Regions from separate parts of the Sus scrofa genome. Here all the other regions are linked to region 1. A link is a contact called in public HiChIP or PLAC-seq data. All regions are on one chromosome and are shown on one strand. Each heading gives the region's core, a stretch centred on a gene start, on an enhancer-like site or on the middle of the called end of the contact. The rest is flanking DNA. Distances are from core to core; before and after follow the strand shown. Region 1 holds the start of IFT46 (intraflagellar transport protein 46 homolog). Region 2 holds the start of SCN4B (sodium channel subunit beta-4). Region 3 holds the start of SCN2B (sodium channel subunit beta-2).

The links. HiChIP or PLAC-seq counts read pairs in DNA pulled down with a chosen protein or histone mark.
Region 2: an H3K27ac HiChIP or PLAC-seq map of skeletal muscle shows a contact between it and region 1. The contact joins the promoter of SCN4B here to the promoter of IFT46 in region 1. A contact is called at or near these places in 4 of 47 Hi-C or Micro-C datasets (alveolar macrophages, embryonic fibroblasts, heart right ventricle and 1 more) and 2 of 2 datasets of contacts at active chromatin or transcription factors (alveolar macrophages and skeletal muscle).
Region 3: an H3K27ac HiChIP or PLAC-seq map of skeletal muscle shows a contact between it and region 1, with 7 times the contacts expected there. The contact joins the promoter of SCN2B here to the promoter of IFT46 in region 1. A contact is called at or near these places in 9 of 47 Hi-C or Micro-C datasets (alveolar macrophages, embryonic fibroblasts, heart right ventricle and 4 more) and 2 of 2 datasets of contacts at active chromatin or transcription factors (alveolar macrophages and skeletal muscle).

The regions. Positions count from the first base shown.
Region 1 is chr9:45,860,276-45,864,136 of Sscrofa11.1, forward strand. It overlaps IFT46 (intraflagellar transport protein 46 homolog), which reads right to left and starts at 1,643. Exons shown (of 12, transcript XM_003357317.4): 1 at 1,419-1,643; 2 at 668-764. ARCN1 (coatomer subunit delta) reads left to right here and starts at 3,497. Exons shown (of 10, transcript XM_003357318.4): 1 at 3,497-3,668. The coding sequence starts at 3,666.
Region 2 is chr9:45,473,654-45,477,514 of Sscrofa11.1, forward strand. It overlaps SCN4B (sodium channel subunit beta-4), which reads right to left and starts at 1,953. Exons shown (of 6, transcript XM_013977487.2): 1 at 1,724-1,953; 2 at 1,381-1,475. The coding sequence starts at 1,405.
Region 3 is chr9:45,500,478-45,504,338 of Sscrofa11.1, forward strand. It overlaps SCN2B (sodium channel subunit beta-2), which reads right to left and starts at 2,101. Exons shown (of 4, transcript XM_013977493.2): 1 at 1,980-2,101.

The sequences.
Region 1 (3,861 bases), core at 393-2,892:
ATGATGGTGTGAAGTCCTCTAAAAATATTCCGTTGAGATTTTAATTGGCATTGCAGGTTAAGCGCAGGTTACTGAAGCATCTTCAAAACTGAGCAAAAGACTTTTTTTTTTTTTTTTTTTGTCTTTTTGCTATTTCTTTAGGCCGCTCCCGCAGCATATGGAGGTTCCCAGGCTAGGGGTCGAATCGGAGCTGTGGCCACCGGCCTACACCAGAGCCATAGCAACGCTGGATCCAAGCTGCGTCTGCAACCTACACCACAGCTCACGGCAATGCCGGATCGTTAACCCACTGAGCAAGGGCAGGGACCGAACCCGCAACCTCATGGTTCCTAGTCGGATTCGTTAACCACTGCGCCACGACGGGAACTCCAAGACTTTTGATAAATTAAATAAACAAACATGAACCCCTGGCAGATTATGGGTAAAGAGTATCACGAAATAAATGATGATGGGAAACTGGTCAGATTGAAGGAAGATCCTGCAATGTGGGTGGCGGTGTTTTCTCCCTCCTTAAGTAGTTAGAAAACAGAAGCGACAACAAATAACTTGACTCTGAAAGTCAACATTTGCTATTATAAACTAAAAAATTATTGGAAACAATCATGAGTCCATCCTGCTCTTTGCTCTGAGAACCGTCTGTCTTCTTTTCTCTTCATTTATTTCTTACCTTTGTGTCTTGAGGGAGGAGTATAAATACTTGCAACCTCTTCCGAGTCGTTAATCTCTAGACGCTCATCATATGTCTGGTTTTCTATAATCTTGGTCTAAGTAAAAGGAAACATGATTACACAGCTCCTATCACGGGACAGTAAGCACTCTGTGGGGAGCTGGACTCCAAACCAGCAATGGTTCCGAGACACCAGTTTTACATGAAACCCTCACCCCAGTTCAAGCAGTTAAGTCATTCTGCTGCAGCCCTTATTTAGGAACTGCTGGCAGGCTGACCGGAGAACGAAGAAATCCTGGAGCGAAACAACAGCCAACTTCTGCATCACCTTCCCCAAAGCTCTTTTGTAGAGAACGGCTCAAGTGAGCCTCAGGTTCGGTCAGTTTCCCAAGGCTGCTGGGATTTCTTAGCTGTAGAGGTTCTAGAAACAATTCTGTTTCTAGAGTCACCAGGGCGGGGGCTGTTCCTCTAAGAGAGGTTAAACTCTAGTCTCTTGGTCCAAAAGCATCACCCTCATCTATACCATGACCACCCCACCCCCCTTGGTCTCGTCTTGTAGTTCGGATGCCCCTTACGTTTCGTGGGGAGTAAGGCAAGCAGAATGGTCGGTGATGGCGTGAAGGGAAGGGAGAAAGTATAGTGGGTAAGAAAACGGAAAGAAGTGGAGAGGGGTTGCGAGGACAGAAAAGGAGTCCTTTCTATTCCTCTTGGGAGAGAGGAAGCGTTCTCTGTTAGGGTGAGTACGAATTACCTGTAGCCCCTCCGAATCCGTCTCTTCTATCTGGAAGGAACCCCAGCCTAGGGCTGGGGTCTCACCCTAATCTCAGGCCAGGCCACTTTTACTTGGAAAGAAGGGGAGCAACTGGCGTGTTGTCAGTAGCTAAGCAAACAAACAATAAATAAATAAATAAAAAGAGCGAAGAAAGAAACAGAAAAATCGCGAGACTTCCTTTAACTCTCGTGAGAGCTCAACTCGCGCATTATGTTTCTCCCCAGCTAAGGAGCCAAGCAGAAAAAGAGGAGCTCACATCGTGATTGTTTAGATTTCAACAGATGTGTCTGTGGTGGCATCTAGCGGCTGCAGGCAGCAAATCAGATGAATTCCGGTTGGTAGAGAGTTAAGCTCTAGATCCCGAAACACGGTCTGCATTTTTTACCCAGGGAAAGGATCAGTAGGTATGAGTTCCTATTAAGTCAGACCACTCAGCCTTTAGGCAAACTCAGGGGTTGCCTCAATTCCTGACATTCTGTACTACTTTTATAGCATTTTTATTACATTATAGTCTTTCCCCTCCACTGTGTCCATAGCATGGGACATATTTATAGTATTAACAAATTATTATTTACCTGTGATTCAAATTTAACACATTCTCCCGCTTTTTTAATTTTTTAATTTTAATTTTTTTTAGGGCTGCACCTGCGACCTATGGAAAATCCCAAGCTGGGGGTCAAATCAGAGCTGTAGCTGCCGGCCATTCTTTCTCTGTATGGATTTATCTGTTCTGGATATTTTACATAAATGGAGTCATAGAAGATACGGTCTTTTGTGAGTGGCATCTTTCACTTAACATAGTATTTTCAAGGTTCATCCATGTTGTATCATGTATCAGAATTTAATTCCTTTTTGTGACTAATATTCCATTGTTTAGATATACTACCTTTTTTTTTTTTTTTTTTTTTTGTCTTTTTAGAGCTTCCTCCACGGCATATGGAGGTTCCCAGGCTAGGGGTCTAATCGGAGCTGTAGCTGCCGGCCTATGCCAGAGCCACAGCAATGCCAGATCCCAGCCGCGTCTACAACCCACACCATAGCTCATGGCAACCCCGGATCCTTAACCCACTGAGTGAGGCCAGGGATTGAACCCGAAACCTCATTGTTCCTAGTCGGATTCGTTTCCGCTTTGCCGGTGGGAACTCTAAATATACCACATTTTGTTATTCATTCGAGTACTGAGGGACACTTGGATCGTTTCCACTTTTTGGCTATTATGAACAATGTTTCTATGAACATTAGTGTTCAAGGTTGTGTATGGGTGTGTGGTTTTAACTCTCTTGGGCGCATACATAGGAGTGAATTGCTGGGTCACATGGTAACCCCATGCTTAGCTTTTTGAGGAGCTGCCAAGCTTTCCCCAAACAATTAAACTACTTCAGGTTCCCGCCAGCAGTGTATGAGAGTTCTAATTTCTCCACATTCTCACCAACTCTTATTATTATAGCCATCCTAGCAAGCTTTGATTTGCAATTCCCTAAGGACTAAAGATATTGAGCATATTTTTATGTGCTTATTGGCCATCTATCGTTTTGTTTTTGTCTTTTTATGGTTGCACCCGTGGCATATGTAAGTTCCCAGGCTAGGGGTCAAATCAGAGCTGCAGTTGCTGCCACAGCCACCAGCAATGCCAGATCCAAGCTGTGTCTGTCACCTACACTGCAGCTCAGGCAATGTTGGATTCTTAACCCACTGCATCAGGCCAGGGATGGAACCAAATCCTCATGGATCCTAGTCCCGTTCCGTTTCCACTGAGCCACAAGGGGAACTCCTTCCATTGTTGAGTTTTAAGGATTCTTTATATATTCTGGCTACTAGTCCCTTATGAACACCAGTTATTTTGTATGTTAAATGCTACCAGTGGCTCTGAGAGCTTTATAAACTGCAAGAGATTTCGCAATTTAAACGAAGGCGCTGAGGACGGTGAAGGAACTGAAGCCAGCGGTTCCACGCAGGAGGTGGAGGCTCCAGGACTCCATGGCACAGCCTGCGTAGCAGCCCTGCGCCCGGTCTCCCCACTCACGGCGCCCCGCCTCCCGGCCTTTGACCCGCGCCGTTTCCGGTTGGAGACGTGGCTCGAGGCCGCCATCTTGGCAGGAGGCGAAGCGGCCGGCGCTCCTGTCAGGGGGGCAGCAGGTTCTGAGCGGCGGGTGCTCCCCTTCCTCCCACCCCAGCCGGAGTCGCAGTGGAGCTGGAGCGCGGGAGCGCCTCACCACCGCCCTCACCATGGTAAGACCTGAGCCGGACCCAGCTCCCTGGACGGCCTCGCTCGCCCGCTTTCCCTGCTGCCGGCCTGGTGCTGGGGCCAGAGGAGCCCCGCCCCGAGCGCCCGGAGCCGGTCGCTTCGCTGGGGCTCTGGGAGCGTTGTGGCCTTCCCTACCCTGTGTCCGACCTGTGGAGAGATCCGAGGGACCTGACTCCT
Region 2 (3,861 bases), core at 703-3,202, 390 kb before region 1:
AGTACCAAGAATCTGCCTACAATACATAAAACCCCCCCCACACACACAGAATGTGTAGTGTGGTTTCCCATAAAGTAGTCTATGAATATTCTTTTTTTTTTTTTCTATCTTTTTAGGGCTGGCATATGGACCCGCACCAGGCTAGGAGTCAAATCGGAATTGTAGCTGCCGTCCTACATCATGGCCACAGCAACGCCAGATCCTTAACCCACTGAGCGAGCGAGCCCAGGGATCGAACCCACATCCTTATGGATACTAGTTGGATTTGTTACTGCTGAGCCACAACAAGAACTCCCTCTATCAATATTCTAATAGCCAGGCACTGGCATTCCACCAGCCAACCAGGCAGCAGGAGGAAGGGAAGCCAGAGGTGTTGATAAGCCGGCTAGTTTAATGATCATGTGTGTTTGAATTCCCCAATGACCACCCACCCCTGCCATGGTCACAGTGGGAACTCGGGCTGATTAGAGATAGGCTGAGTGGCAGCTAGTGTAGACTGGCACTGTAACCGCCTCAGAAAGAGGCGCCTCCAGGCCTCAGAGAGACCCACTTCCTAGGGTCACTGTGAAACCAGCACATGTGCGCCTAAGGCACAAGTGAGAACACTGGTGTCTTCTCTCCAGCTGTAAGGCTATAGCAGAATTGGTGGCTCCTGAGTGAAAGATGTACTCTCACCCCCCTCCGCCACCAGGTGCCAACATGACAGGCCTGCACACAGTTTACATTTGCAGAAACAGCAGTGATCGCCCTTAAAGACTTCTGCCTCCCTGCTTTCAGCCCAAATGCCTACGTCGCGTGCCTACCCCATGCAGGGAGCTGCCAAAAGCCACATCTGACAAATACAAACAGGAAGAGGTGCGGGTGCCAGAGATGGAGTTGGCTTACATTTGAAAGCCAGCTCTGAGTTATGAGGAGATAATGTTCTGGACAAATAAATATCATTCCCTAATCTCTTAGAGTTTGATGCTCAAAACTATCATGTGCATATTAATAGATATCGATAATCTGTTCTTTCTGTGTCCTCTGGCCGGGCCTCCTCAGTCTTCATATTCATCCCAAAATGAAGAGCCAGGAGCAGGTGAAACAGGTCCTCCCCATTCCCCCAGGGAATCTCTTCCTAGGAAGAGAGAAAATATCTTTCCTAAAAGGGGGCTTAAATGATCCTCCAAGTCCCTCCAACACATCCAGTCTGCAGGGAAGGCAGTGGACACCAGAGGAAGTAGAGGGCAGAGGAGGCAAACAGAACAAGGATCAGTAGGAAAGGGAGCTCCCCAACCCCCAACTGGTGCATGCCGGTGCCTGGACAACCAGCTTCCAAGTAGCAAAGAGCTCTGAGCAGGGGTAGAAACTAGCATCTCAACAATCACACTTGCAACCCACCTGGCATCCCCTCCACCCAAGGCATTAGCCGCTCTCCCCCAGCAGCTTAAACGTCTCAACTCGGGTCCCCAAGATCCAGCTCCAGAAGTGCGGGGCTGAAGGCACCAGAAACAGCAAAAAAAAAAAAAAACTAATCGCGAGGCTGGCGGGCCGATGGGGCGGGGGACGGCGCACTGTCCCCGGGGAGCTCAGCCCTCCCAGCTAGAGTCTCAAGCCAGTAGCCCCGCTCCAAAGCCTTCCCCCCGTCCAAGGCACTGCTCTTCGAAGTGACCCCTGCTCTGGGGGGAGATGGGGGAGGAGGGGGGAAGAGGCAGGAGAAGAAACCGAGCTGGGGCTGCCTTACCCAAAAGCCCAGTGCCCAGCCATCTCGCCCTGGGTGCGCCTCGGTCCCCGGCCCCGAGCATCGTTCTTTTCTCTCCGGAGCGCGCCAGGGGCGCGGGGACAGGATACAGGGCGCAGCCGCGCTCGCAGCCCGCGGTCTGCAGTGGGCCTGGAGGCTGCCGGGGAGCTCTGCGCCGCCGGCTGAGCTTGGGAAAGTTAGCGGGGATGGCAGGAGAGGAGGGGGAGGGAGGGAGAGGAGGAGCCGACTGCGGGAGCGGCCGCTGAGGGCACGGGGAGAAGGAGGAGGAGCACGAAGAGGAGGAACAGGAGCAGGAGGACCGCCGAGCTAGTGCAGAGGCGAGCGACGCTGCGCCTCTGCTCTGGAAGCGCTCCAGCCGCAGGAGGGGCGGTGGCCGCCGCGGTGCCTGGGGCGCCCCCGCCTCGTGGTCCCCGAGCCCCGGGAGCGTGCCGGGCCCCCCGCTTCCCCTCCGGCTTGGGCAGGGCTGCTGCGGCTTGGCACTGCAGGGCCACCCGCAGCCGCCCGCATCATCCCATGCGCTGAGCTGCCAATTAGGAGGATAGTTTGGGGAGGAGTAGAGGTGGAGCTTTTCGGGTGTTCTACTTTGGGAAACACGAGTGGGGACCACGAGGGGACCGCTTGGATGGCCGACACTGGCGCAGCCGGTGGGCGTGTGCGGGCTTCCCCACTGCACCCCACTGATTCTGACTCGCGTGCAGCCTCTGAGCCCCGCGCCCCGCCTTTGCTCCGCTGGGCAGGGTCCCGGGGACCGGCTTCCAACTGCAAACTGCCCCCGCCACCGCCCATCCACCTCGGCCATTGCTTCATGAGCTGGGAAATCATGATGCCCCTGGTTGGGGAATCCGGCCAGACACTACCAATCCGATTGGGGCTCCTTCTTCACCTTCCTGCAGCACCTCTATTCTCATTTTTCCTACCTAGGCACTCCCCGCCCCTCCCCTTTCACCCTCCTCCAATGGTTTCCTCTGTCCTTCAGAAACCTGAAGTCTTCATGGCCTCACCTCCCTTTGGGGATGGAGGAGCCCAGGTCAGCCCTCCCAGGCTTGGGGGTCACAGCCAGGGCCAAGGTGAAACTGCCAACAAAGGAGCCTTTTCTCAGACACTCTGGAGTTACCAGTGAATAGTGCAGTTTGGGGTGTGGTTTGGTAACTAATGTCTGCTGTCCTCCCCTCGGCACCCCACTGCTAACCTCCCAGCCCCCTCCCTCCATCCCAGGCCCCTTGTTCCTGACCCTCCATCCTTTGCCTCTCTGGGCACTAGTTCAGACTTGGAAACCTGCTCCCACTTCATGGCCTGACCCCTGCTACAGTCCCACCACCACCCACCTTTTTAGCCAGGGGGCTTCAGAGGAATCTTGGGCCCCTTGTGGTTGTATGGGAAAGCCTGAATGTCTATTTGGGTTTTTTCCAGGAGCTGTGACAGTGGTACAGTGGCTCTGTAGTGAGCTGTGATAGTGGTACAGTAGCTCTGGGGAATCTAGTCCTAGCTCCAGCATTTATTGGCGTGTGACCTTGAGCAAGTTATGCAATCTTCTGCAGAAGCCTGTCTGTACTACAGTGAAAGCGAAGATATTTACCTCTTGCAATTGTTAAGAGCAATGCCACCCTTAGGCCTCAGCAGCAGAGGCCTCAGCCTGGGCTCCTCACTCTGGCCCTACCCCTCCTCATTGGAAAAGTAGTTCCTGGGACAAGAGGGACCATATACGTCCTCTTCTAGACCACATGCTGGACATCCAGGACCCTGGAATTCTCTGTTCAAATGACCTGATTCTGAGCAGGTCTCTTCCCTGGGTCCATCCTCACAGAAGCCGCCCAGGCTGGATGTCCGCCCATGGGCCCAGGGAATGAGTAGAGGGCAGCTGTTTGCAGAGAGTGGGCAGTGGATGGAACTTGACATGCAGGTAGAGTGTTCCCAGGCCTGCCTGAGATCCTTCATCCCTGCAGAACTGGACATGAGTGGGCCATGCAATGGCTTTTGGACTTGCCTTAAAATTAAGACCAAGAAAAGGTAATCAAAGGCGGAGGATAATAGGTAAGTTTTAACACTTTGTTCTCTTGATTCATCACTTTAATTTAGACATATATGGAATTTGCATGTGTGCCCTTGGCCCAGGCCTCACA
Region 3 (3,861 bases), core at 851-3,350, 360 kb before region 1:
TGCCTGTTACCAAGGGGAGGAGATGTGGGAGCTTCCCTCGGATCATTTAGAGACACACGGAAGAGAAGACTGGAATAGATGAAGCAAGGGGCCTCTGCATGCGTGTGTGTGTGTGTGTGTGTGTGTGTGTGTAAAAAGGTGGTATGAGGCAGGGCATGGAGGAAGCACTAGCACAGTGCTTGGTTCAGAGCAGACACTCCATAAACAGGTGCTGCATAGCAGCACAGGGCCAGGACCCCCTGAATGAATGAATGAGCTTGGAGCAGGACTTTCGCGGAAGGCAGGGAACTCTAGCCAAGGCTGCTGAAGCTGTTCTTGGCTGGGGAGAAGTGAAATGGGTCAGATTTAGGTGGTGGTTGCTGAAGTCAGAGGGGTGGAAAGGAGACCTCTGGGGTTCTCCACACCCGAGGTGTGGTCCATGCCCAAATCCTGGACAGACTCTGTAGCCAAAGTTGCCTCTGTCACTTCACCAGAGTCTGGGCAGCTGGCCCATTCCCAGAGCTCACAGACCCTAGGAAGGAAAATCAGAGATGGGGCAGCCTAGGGAGAAAAGTGTCTTCCAGTGGCCCCAACCCTCAGGCCCCAGGCTGCCTCCACTGCCAACAGTGGCCTGGCTCGCAGGTGTGCCAGGAGGGAGAGACCAGCTCCAGCTCTGGCACAGCCCCCCAGCCAGGTCCCAGCTCGCTGCACAGTCACCCAAGCTGCCGCAGGTACATGTCAGCCAGAGAGTTTTGGTTTGACGTAGCCGGCCTCCTCCTTTTTTCTTAATGTAGCTAAGCATGCCTGTGAGGCCCCAGAAGCTGCTTACCAGGCTCTCTTGGTCTCAAGACCGACCAGAAACTTCTATTTGGGGGACATCTGAGATACAAAATAAATCCTAAAGTTCCTTTGCCTCTAGCCAGAATTTGGCTCAGAGAAACCAGGTATATGACTCAGCCTTTGGCCAACTCAGCCCTGCAGGAACAAAGGTTGGAAGGCGCCAAACGGGGGAGAGGAGGAGGTACCCAGGAGGGGGGAGTCAGCAGGGGAGCTACCCCAGACCCTCCCCATCGCTCACCTGGGCCTCCAGATGCCCATTTGATCCAAAAGAGCACATCTTTCCCCAGGAGCCAGTAAACGCCTGGGAAGCAGAAACTCAAAGAGGTACTGAGTGAAGAAGACACCAGTATTGAAGATGGGCTATTTGGGGAAGGAAGCCCTGTGTTTGGCATTTCGTCATGCCATTTATCCCTGGAGATTTTATTAGACAACACTCAATTGTCTACCTTACTGGAGGAAGCCGTCACACAGAACCCAAAGGAAAGTCGTTTCCTTTTGCCTTTGAAATTCTTAGTGGAGGCTATGGGGAGCCTCCCTGCTTACCTTTGCCTCACTAGACCAGCATCATCAGCATCACAGGAGCTCCTAGAAATGCAGAGTCACAGGCCCCACCTCCAACCTAAAGAATCAGAATCTGCTTTTTTGGAGGGGGCGGGGGGGCGGTGCTGCACCCACAGCATATGGAAGTTCCCAGGCTAGGGGTAGAATTGGACCTACAGCTGCCAGCCTACACCACAGCCACAGCCACTCAGGATCTGAACCACATCTGTGATCTACACCACAGCTCACGGCAATCGGCTCCTTAACCCACTGAGTAAGGCCAGGGATTGAACCCGCATCCTCATGGATACTAGTAGGATTCATTTCTGCTGAGACACAACGGGAAGCCCCTCAGAATCTGCATTTTTAACAAGCTCTTTAGGTGTTTCTTGAGAAGTAACACCCTCAGCTAATATTAAAAGGTTTGCATTCTAGGAGCTCGGAGCAATGAGAGGCTAGGTTTGGGGGTTTGGCGAGAAGGGACTGGCGAGCAGGGACAAGCTTAGGATTAAATACTTCAGAGCACCTGGCGGCCTGCTTGGGTAGAACAATTTCACTCCCCTCTCTTCTCTGCCCAGACCCTTCCCAAGCTGCTCCACACCAGGCTGGCTTTATCTTACCCCACAGAGGGCTTCACATCACGGGTCTCTGCCTTCGCAGTTTCCTCTTCTAAGAATGCCCTTCCTCTCTCGTCTGCTCCACAAGCTCCTAGTTCTTCAAAAATCTGCTACAAAGTAACTCCCTCCTTACCACCCCTTCCTTGTCATCTATGTACCTCTTCTCTCCATGCAGCTGTGACCCTGGGTCCATTTACTCGTTTATAATTCCCTCATTCAACAAACTGTTTTTGTTTTAAGCCACACTTGCAACATGCACAAGTTCCCAGGCCAGAGATCAAACTTGAACCACAGCAGCAACAAGGCTGAATCCTTAACCACTGGGACACCAGGGAACTCCTCAAATATCTGTTTAATGTCCTCTATGTGCCAGACACTAGGCTAGAAACCTAGAGGCCCAGAAATGAATAAGATATAGCTCACCCTTTGAGAGCTTACGTTCTAGATAAGGAGACAAATATATCAACTCCCATCTACAGGTAACCCTGGGATTACTTGAGAGTATTGTCATTTTGTTTATATGTCTTACCTCCCCAACTAGATTGCAGCTCTTTAAAGACAGGGGTTGTGTCTTAGTCTTCTGAGTTTGTGCTAGGCCACTACTGGTCCCTGAGCAGATGAGAATAAATCAATGATTGTCTATTTTATACCTGGGGAAAGAGCAGAAACTCTATCAGCCTGATCTGACCCAGCAAAAGTGTGGTAGAACCAGGACTGGGAGCCAGGTCCAGCCCATCCCTGCATGTGCTATTCTACTCCACTCCCTAGGAATTCCATTCAACATGGGATTGTCCCATATGGGGTTATAGAAAAAAAACTAAAGCAGGATCTCTAAACGTCTAAGATCTCCTGGAGAAAATAAGGCCTCATACCCATGAAACAATCAAAGAACATCAGAAGACGAAATCTGTTAAGTGTAGAGACATCTAGGAGATCATCCAGGCAGGACCCAAGCAGGGCCTTAAAGGAATGTTGATTTGGGCAGGCAAGATGGAAAGGGAATTCCAGGCAGGGGAATACCAAGAGCAAAGGTGCAGAAGCACAAAAAACAAAGGTCTATGGAACATAGGGTTCCTGTCATGAAAAAAAAGGGAGGTGTGTTGGGTAGACAAGATGGCGCCCAATCTCCAAAGGGCAGGAACAGACGGACAACGTGGAGTTCAGACAAGGGCTTTGAAAGTTCTGGGACAAGTAAACCACTATTGGTCTCCCCCCATCTATGAAATAAGAAAGGTCTTCATTTTCTGTGAAAACTCTAAGTTCCTTTATTTTGATTTAAAAAAAAAAAAAAAAAAAAAAAGGATGCTTTCAGAGTTGGGTTTTACAGAAGTGGTAATGGATTGCCTGATCTCTCTTGAGGAAGTCCAAACCACATTTGCAAGCCAGCTGGTCAGGACAGGCTAGGAGTCCTGAGAATCTCGTGTTTATTCTTTGTAAGAAGATAACTGGTCTGATAGAGAACAGACTTGTGGTTGCCGAGGGTGAAGGGGTTGGGGAAGGAATGGATTGGGAATTGAGGACTAGCCCATGCAAACCATTATCTATAATACGGATAAACAACAAGGTCCTATTGTAGAACACAGGGAACTATATTTAATATCCTGTGGTAAGCCATAATGAAAAAGAATATGAAAAAATAATATATATATGTATCATTGAATCACTTTGCTGTACAGCAGAAATTAACACTGCTGTAAATCAATTCTACTTCAATAAAATAATTTTTTACAAAAAGAAGATAACTGGTCTGTGTTAGGATATAACTTTTCAACCTAGGGTTTTTGGGGTCTAAGTAACTGAGCCAAATCAATGGCAACATGACCTCTTCTGAACATAGACACACACACACACTTTTAGTGTTTTACAAAAGAAAATTGCCAATAGA